Regions from separate parts of the Mus musculus genome. Here regions 2 and 3 are each linked to region 1. The links are chromatin contacts, called in public ChIA-PET and Hi-C maps. All regions are on one chromosome and are shown on one strand. Each heading gives the region's core, a stretch centred on a gene start, on an enhancer-like site or on the middle of the called end of the contact. The rest is flanking DNA. Distances are from core to core; before and after follow the strand shown.

What was found. Hi-C and Micro-C count contacts between places; a contact is called where the count stands out from the background. ChIA-PET counts read pairs in DNA pulled down with a chosen protein or histone mark.
Region 2: an RNA polymerase II ChIA-PET map of memory CD8 T cells shows a contact between it and region 1, with 137 read pairs. The contact joins two enhancer-like sites. A contact is called at or near these places in 1 of 39 promoter capture datasets (the HPC-7 cell line) and 3 of 115 datasets of contacts at active chromatin or transcription factors (double positive thymocytes, effector CD8 T cells and memory CD8 T cells).
Region 3: a Hi-C map of the G1E-ER4 cell line shows a contact between it and region 1, with 6 times the contacts expected there. The contact joins two enhancer-like sites. A contact is called at or near these places in 5 of 39 promoter capture datasets (the 3T3-L1 cell line, 3T3-L1-derived adipocytes, hippocampal neurons and 1 more), 2 of 484 Hi-C or Micro-C datasets (the G1E-ER4 cell line and the N1E-115 cell line) and 7 of 115 datasets of contacts at active chromatin or transcription factors (the SCID.adh cell line, SST interneurons, astrocytes and 4 more).

The regions. Positions count from the first base shown.
Region 1 is chr15:36,780,849-36,783,654 of GRCm38.p6, reverse strand. The region is part of intron 3 of Ywhaz (tyrosine 3-monooxygenase/tryptophan 5-monooxygenase activation protein, zeta polypeptide); the gene reads left to right. Among named protein-coding and RNA genes, the nearest start is that of Ywhaz, 12 kb to the left of the region's middle. Within about 2 kb of position 1,369, at least 76 of the 459 cell types and tissues checked have an H3K27ac peak or open chromatin away from gene starts, as enhancers often do. A contact at or near this core is called in the G1E-ER4 cell line, effector CD8 T cells and memory CD8 T cells, where this site is marked.
Region 2 is chr15:36,213,398-36,216,203 of GRCm38.p6, reverse strand. It overlaps Spag1 (sperm associated antigen 1), which reads right to left. Exons shown (of 20, transcript NM_001359982.1): 14 at 1-37. Among named protein-coding and RNA genes, the nearest start is that of Gm41293, 3.7 kb to the right of the region's middle. Within about 2 kb of position 1,378, at least 84 of the 459 cell types and tissues checked have an H3K27ac peak or open chromatin away from gene starts, as enhancers often do. A contact at or near this core is called in effector CD8 T cells and memory CD8 T cells, where this site is marked.
Region 3 is chr15:37,333,929-37,336,734 of GRCm38.p6, reverse strand. Grhl2 (grainyhead like transcription factor 2) reads right to left here. Exons shown (of 16, transcript NM_026496.4): 10 at 946-1,033; 11 at 390-529. Among named protein-coding and RNA genes, the nearest start is that of 4930447A16Rik, 90 kb to the left of the region's middle. Within about 2 kb of position 1,379, at least 3 of the 459 cell types and tissues checked have an H3K27ac peak or open chromatin away from gene starts, as enhancers often do. A contact at or near this core is called in the G1E-ER4 cell line, where this site is marked.

The sequences.
Region 1 (2,806 bases), core at 120-2,619:
TCTGAGCCATCTAGCTGACCTCATATAAGTGTTTTGTTTTTTTAAGACAAGGTCTGGCTGTATGCCTGGCTGACCTCAGATTATTTTAGATATCAAGGCATGTGATACACTACACCCAGCTCTGTCTTGATGGCCAAAAATTATAATATCTCTTTAAAAAAAAAAGACTTAGTATTTTGTTTGTATAATGTCCTGCCTGTACCACATTTGTCTGTGCCAAAAGAAGCCAGATGAGGATATTGGATTTCCTGGGACTCCAGTTGTGAGCTACCATGTGGGCCGTGGGGGACAAGTCAGGTTCTCTGTAAAAACAAGTGCTCTGAGCCATCTCTCTCTAGCCATGAAAAGAGTTTTTTAGTGCTGTGGCTAGCTGGTCATTGACTTGGGCTTGATCTTTTCTCAACAGTTAAGAGCCACTCACTGGCTAATCTTCAAGAGGACTCAGGTAATGAAACTCAAGTACATTACTGTCATCTACATGGTAGCTCAGAACTCTCTGTAATTCCAGACCTAGAGGATCTGACACCTTTTCTTGGTCTCTGCTGGCACCAAGTGTACATGTGTACAACATGTAGGCAGGCAGAATATCTGTATGCAAAATAAATTTAAAGCTAATAAGAATCGTAGCTCAGTTTAAAGTGACATGCTTGGATCCCAGTCAACCCAGAGGCCAGTTGTTTTGGCAGAATAAACAACTTTAGTTACAGTTAAGGATTCACATACTTGGAACCATGCTCTTTTTCCGTAATGGCTCTCCTTCCAGTTGTCCTTAGCTCTCATCTGAGAGCATTATCATCAGACTCTTTAATCATATCACAAAGATAATGATATGCCCCACAGAGGACATTTCTGTGTGGATTTTTATGGTAAGGAGTGAAAGTTAGGATAGTTGCGCAGACTTAACGGCCCTATAGTTAATATTTATTGAGTGACTGCCCATTATTTTGTAAACCCTGTGTCATAGAAAAGAAGATATAAAAATCTTCTGCTTCTAAGTCTCAACTAGAGAGGAAAATGACTTGTACACAAATAGAAGTAAGGCAGGGGAAGCTGCTTCAACATTTTTTTAAAGATTTGATGGGGGAAGAGCTGGGAATTTACAGACTAATGTGTGCAGGTTATAAACACTGTTAAAGTGTTGGGTTGAGGATGCGGCTCATTTGATGAAAGAAATGCACTTGGGTACCACCCTCAGCCCCAGCATAAAGGGCATAGTAGCTGTAATCCTGGCATGGACCTCTGTGGGTGATGGCTGAAGGGCCAGAAGTTGGACAGCCTGTGTCTTGGAGCTAGTTTCAAGGCTAGAGCCTGGGACAAAGAGACTGTCAAGCATCAATCAAACAAACAAAGGTCATATGTTAGGTGCCGTGTTCCTGTAATCCCAGCACCCCAAGCAGGAAATAACAAATTTGAGGTCAGTTTGAGCTATATGTGGTAAAACCTTGGCTCTGAAAATGAAACTGTAAAAAGAAACTGAAGACAAACATTTAAAATGGTGCTGGAGAGATGACTCAGTTGATAAAACACGTGCTATGTAAGCAGGAAGACCCAAATTCAGATCCCCAGCTCCTACTGGACTGTAGACCTCTCCTGGGGTGGAAGAGTCAGACAGATTCCTGAAGGTCACTGGCCAAGCCACCCAACTCAGCTGGGGTCCAGGTCTGTTGACAGACCCTGTTACAGAAAGAAGGAAAGAAAGGAAGAAAGAGGTGGAAGACACCTCAAGTTGACCCCTGTTCTGTCCGCGCACACAGCTTTATGATGAAGTAAGTGCTTGGTAATGGGACCTTGTTTTATGAGGCCCATGGTTATGCTGTTTGCAAAAGGGACCTTGCAGAGGAGGGTGTCAGAATACTTTATCAAGAACTGCTTGGTGAGTTGGTGTCTGGTTTTACCTATATTGATTAGTAGTAAAGGTTTGCCTTATAGTTAGTTGGTTAGTTATTTTGAGGCAGGCTCTCATTCTGTAGCCCAGGCTGTTCTTAAATAGAAATCCTGCTTTAGTGCAAAGCCACCACAGGGTTGTTTAGCAGTAGTTCCTCCCAGTTCTGTTTTTTCCCAGTGTTTACCCTGGGCCCAGTGACCCTGAATAGATGATCATGGTAACTTCCATTCAGAGGTCGTCTCTGTGTCTCCCTCCACCACCAACTGGTCAGAAACACCTAAATGCATTCCATCAAGCATTCAATTTTGTAAAGATGCTTTGCTTATTAAATTTTTGGCATAAACTCCTTTTTGTGGTATTTTAGGGTGCTGCCCAAGGAACTACTCTATCAGCGCCCTTGTTGGTTGACATGTAGTGACGGTCTGCTATGTGCTTATTGTTGGGAATGCATTGGAGTTAGTCACCCTCTGTCACCTTCTTCATTTCCTCATGTCAGATCTTTAAAGGTAGCAGCTGTCCATGAGACCTCACACACAACATTCAGTGTTGCCATAGGAAGCATTGTTAACATGTTTTATGAACACTTTACTAAATGGTTAGTTTGGAGCAACTGAGGTTACAGTTTGTAAGCACTCACCCCTTCAGCCACAAGGGGGAGTAAAAGACTTAAAACTCAGAAACAGTGGATAGGTTAAATTCATAGCTTAGCTTTCTAGTTAAGATTTTAAGAGAACTAGAAATGATGGTAAATCCTGTAGGGTAAAGTGCTGGGGAAAGTTTGCGTGGGAAGACTTGCACAAGAAATGTTAACCATGTTTTTGTAAAGTAGATTGCCTCTTTGGGGGTATTTAGTACTAAATGATGTGATGGCACAGAGGCAGAGGCTCGGTCAGGTTTGGAGGCTCACTCTCACTCTGAGTC
Region 2 (2,806 bases), core at 129-2,628, 570 kb after region 1:
AAGAGGCTTCACTGAGAACGGATGAAGTTCCAGAGCCCTAAGAGGACAAGACAGTACGCGTCATTTACCTGAGAAGGATCCGTTAATTTGTATTTAGCAATGCAGACTGCAGTGCTGGACCCCTATGCATCACACCTGATATTTCACCCTGGGGTCCTGGCAATCTATCAGAAAGACAAACCCAAAGTTAAACAGCTATCATATTGTCCTTGAACCCACCGACTAGAAAGCATTCTACTGTCTTCGGGCCACAATGAGGTGTGAGTTTAGAAATAAAAGTCTCACAGCTAAGGAAATGGACCTGAGGCTCCCTGCACCACATAAAAGCAAGCACACATATCTGCCTGCTATGCCGAGCTTAAGAGGTGGAGACAGATTTGCTGGGGCTCACTGGCCAGTCTGAGGGGGTCCTTAAGCTGGCAGTTCCGAGGTCAGTGAATGTCTTAGTCTTAAACAATAAAATGGGGAGTGGCTGTGGAAGATGCTGAGCGCTGGCCTACACACACAGACACACACACATAACACACACAGAGACACAGACACACACGCAACACACACATACACAACACACGCACAGAGACACAGACACACACATAACACACACACATTCTTTTTTTTTTTAAAGATTTATTTATTGTTATATGTAAGTACACTGTAGCTGTCTTTAGACACACCAAAAGAGGGCATCAGATCTCATTGTGGGTGGTTGTGAGCCATCACGTGGTTGCTGGGATTTGAACTCAGGACCTTTGGAAGAGCAGTCAGTGCTCTTATCCACTGAGCCATCTCTCCAGCCCACACACATACACACACATTCTTAATCGTATCCATATATTTAACAAGGTGCCTTACTACTAAACCACAAGAACTTGCATGGTTTTTTTTATCAACTTTCTAACACTATCTATGGTTCATTTCTATTGATTATAAAAAGGGTATCAGCAACAAACCAGAAGAGAACCTGGGACTAAGCATACAACTGTTTATGAGTCATGAGTTTTCATCTTGCACTTTCAGTATCACTACATATAAATTTTATCTGCGAGGCCAGAGAGTGTGGAGGTGTTCCCCGCCACACCTGCATCACCTCCATCCCAGGCTGCTTTCATTGCTCAAGATACCACAGGGCCAATCAAGATGGCCCAAGCTTGGAATCTAAATTGACAAAATGGGACACAAAACTCTTAGTACTTCCTAACATAGGAAATGAAGGGTTAGGGTTTTCATTCTTTGACTACATCTTGAAAATGAGTGTGAGCCTGCGAATGGAAATGCCATTGAAGAAAACAGTCTCCAACCACAACCACAGACAGGTGTTGGGCATCAAAGAGCTCACCAGGAAGCCGGCTGTGACCCTCAGGCGTTTCCTGTGGGCAAGTCTGTCAGAAGTTGGCAAAAACACACAGAGGCGGAGAATGACTAGGCAACTTTAGCCTCTCTAGATACTCTAAATAGGAAGCTGTCCGTACGTGTGTGTGTGTGTGTGTGTGTGTGTGTGTGTGTGTCCGTACGTGTGTGTGTCCGTACGCGTGTGTGTGTCCGTACGTGTGTGTGTGTGTGTGTGTGTGTGTGTGTGTGTGTGTGTGTCCGTACGTGTGTGTCCGTACGTGTGTGTGTGTGTGTCCGTACGTGTGTGTCCGTACGTGTGTGTGTGTGTGTGTGTGTCCGTACGTGTGTGTGTGTGTGTGTGTCCGTACGTGTGTGTGTGTGTGTGTGTGTGTCCGTACGTGTGTGTGTCCGTACGTGTGTGTCCGTACGTGTGTGTGTGTGTGTGTCCGTACGTGTGTGTGCGTGCACTTGTGAGCGCCCATGTTTCCAACAACTTCAAGAGTTCTTCTGACAACAGAAGTATGATGTGGTTTGGGGTGTTTCTTGTTGTTATTTGTTTGTTTTCTTTTGGCTGATAAACAATTATGCAAAAATCTCCACTTTTTAAAACATTGTTTCTCCCAGTTTTGCTTAGGCATGATAGCTTCTTTATCTCACATGGAGCCTGCAAACTAAAATGTGGAGAAGCTGAGGAACGAGGGGCCCAGAGCCTCATGCATACCCCCAAACTTCCCAAGAGTGATTGCGCAAACAACCTCTGGAAAACACTGCCTCTCCAGAGATACAAAAAAGTTTATCTTCAGACTGGAGAGTCAGTCAGCGGCTAAACCCACTGCTGTTCTTGTAGAGGACCAGAGTTCTTAGCACCCACATAGGAAGGCTTCACAACCGCCTGTTACCCCAGCTCCAGGGGGTCTGATACCTTCTTCTGGCCTCCTTAGGTACTAGACATCCATACACAGACACACACATACACAAACACATTGTTTTCAGATCTTGGACTGGAGAGATGGCTTAGCTGTTAGGACCTGGGCCTGATTCCAGCACCCACGGAAGGCAACTCACAACCACCCATAACCCCAGATCTTCAGGCATTCACATGTGCTACACATGCACACACATGTGACACACACATGCATACTCATGCACAAACATGTGGCACACACATACACACACATGGTTTAAGTTCCTTAAAAAATTAAATACTATAAACAATATCTTCACAGGTAAAAAGGTTTCCCTAGTTTAAAATGTCTGGTTTGGTTTTTCTGAGTCAGAATTTAATGGAGCCCATGCTGGCCTCAAACTCTGAAGCTTAGGATAACCTTCAGCTCCTAATCCCACTGCCTCCATCTCCAAATTGCTGGGATTACAAGTGTGAGACATGACTCCTGGCTTCCCTTCCAAAGTTTGATTTATAATCCCAATTATCTGTTAAAAAGAGCTATGGAACTCCTCAGAATGCAAAGATTATTTC
Region 3 (2,806 bases), core at 130-2,629, 550 kb before region 1:
TCTGGATGAGAAATGATTTATCCATTCAACGAAAGTTTTACATTTACTAAAGAAACATTTGTTTGCAAGATCTTCGTTTCTCTCCATTGGGCCAATGTATGAAGTTATTGATACAGTTCTCTCTCACCACAAGGTGGCAGTATGTGAACCGATAGAGTCGGCTTGACAGAAAACTATGATGCGCTTTCTCCCTTGGTGTTGTCAACAATTTTCTAATAACAGCTTACACCTTTCTTTGCCTTAGAGTCCCAGTATTCTCTCCCAAGACAGTCGTTTCTGTAAAAATCTACTTTTGTATGGAACAATACTGACTTTGCTCTGCCACTAAACTCGAAGGAGAGTTGTAGTCTGCTCTGTTGGCCGGGAGGGTGTGAGAGCAGGAGTCTTACCTGTCCGGTCCTCTGTAGGTTTGCAAAGTGAACATCTGGTATGAAGAGCACAGGCTGTGAGTGCAGGTCGGGCATGGTTTTGAAGTACGTGATGTCACTCTTCTTCTGTAACGGTATGGCGGCCATCTTCCCATCAGAGGCTGGATGCAAACACAAAGCCCACGCACGAACGGGGTTACGCACGCGTGAGAACTCTCAGCTACCGGCCTCATCTTAGCCAAAATCCATGATTCTCCCTCAAAGCTTTCTCAGCACCCTAGACGTGATTATGCTTTAAAAGTCCTTCCTCAGGCCCAAGCAAACAAAAAATACATGGGATCCTAGGAGAATCCATTCAACGTGGACTGAAGCTTCCTCCACTTCCTGCTGACCTGTGTGGACCCTGGAGACTTCTGTTTGTGCTCCATGTGGAGGTTCCCCTGCCCCTGAACGAGAGCATGCACCTTAGGCATCTGCACCTTCCCCTACAGCCTGCTTCTTTCTATCTGTCTTCTCGAAGGACCCTGCTGGCTGCAGTCCCCCCACTTAGCACAGTATGGGGGAGGGGGTGACTCACAGTTGTTGCACTGGGCTTGAGAGGCCTGGCCCTTCCCTTTCTTCCTGTTCTGCTTTCTCTCTTCATCCCGGATTTTTCTTTCTGCTCCCTGATCGGGAAAACAAAGAGAGACCAACCAAGGTATATTCTCAGAGGATGCAAACACAAAGCCCACGCACGAACGGGGTTACGCACGCGTGAGAACTCTCAGCTACCGGCCTCATCTTAGCCAAAATCCATGAATCCAAGAATATTGTCACACGCTCTCGCGTGAACACACACACACAACATATGCACACACACAACATATGCACACACACATTGAGGCACACACACATACATGCATCTACATGAGCATGCCCACAAACACACATGTACACGCTCACATGCCATGAAGGTGGGAAGTAGAACGAGGGAAGCCTCGGCTTCCTCCCTCCCTGCAGCGCAGTGAGAACACACACAGATCTGTGTGCAGCGCTTTGACCTTGGAGCGATGTTAACTCACCCAGATCACCTCCTCTTCCTGTCTCTGCCTATTTCATGAACTTGATTTTTAAATCCATGAGGAAAGAACAGGCTGAGTTCTCTAACTCAGTGTCTCCTGCTGAATAACTATTAATAGTTATTATCAGTGCTATTAATAGAATGACCTTTTCCTGTGCAAGTTTTCCTCTGCATATGGTTATGAACTTAAAGAAAAAAATCACCACAGGAAGAAAGGGCATTCCTCTTTAAGTGGTGCTCACACAAAGATGAGGGATTGCTCAGCACATGAAAGTATTGATATTCTCCTATGTGCCTACCACACAGAAGACACATGCATCGACTTCTGTTCTTTGTAAATTGACTTTTTTCCTAAGAATTATTTATTTATTGTATGTAAGTACACTATAGCTGTCTTCAGACACACCAGAAGAGGGCAGCAGATCTCATTACAGATGGTTGTGAGCCACCGTGTGGTTGCTGGGATTTGAACTCAGGACCTCTGGAAGAGCAGTAGTGCTCTTAACCACTGGGCTATCTATCCAGCCCATAAACTGACTTTTTAATATAGTTCCATAAAGTTATAATCCTGCTTCAATTACTGATCAGCTGTCTGGGCACTTGCACCATTCGCTGCTCATCTTTCTTTTGGGCCATTTGTTAACTTATTTTCCTCTGTCTCCCAGTCAGAGACATCCCATCCCAGCAGATTCCTCTTGCTTTCTCTCTTGGCTTCAGGAGAATTACCCACAATGCCTAGACAGGTGACATTCATGGGACAAGCTTCTTCCCTAGGTCTTGGTCCATGTTAGCAATCCCTTTCCCTGCAGTAGCTACTCAGGGAACAGTGATGCATAAAGCAACCTTCAGAAATGGCCTGACACTGTCAGAGAAAACACATTTGGCAAAATAAAATGCATTCCTCTCTGGGCAAGAAAGGAAAAGAAAGGAAAAAGGGAAAAGAAGAAAGGAAGTCAAAAGGCAAAGTCAAAATTGCTGAACATATTTCAAGCATTTGACACATAAAGTGTCAAATTCCAACTATATAAAAAAGATTTGAATCTATTCAAACACATGGATAAATATGAGCTGGTTTGCACTAAGGATATACGAATGGTTTGGTTTGAATTAAAAAGAATGAGATATACTTTTGTTCACATTGACTCTTATAGGACAGTCCCAGTTTTGACCAAGGCTAGGACTCAGTGTGGACTTGTCATCAACAGAAGCACCGTGACTTTTGAAGGGGTTCCATGTTTCACCCAGATGAGACACAGGCAATTACAGCACACCTGATACACACAGCCACCAGGGGGCGGGAGCTATTATTACTATCACTATTACATGAAAACCTGAGTGCCACTGATGCTTACAGGTCATGGAAATTCACAGCAAGGAC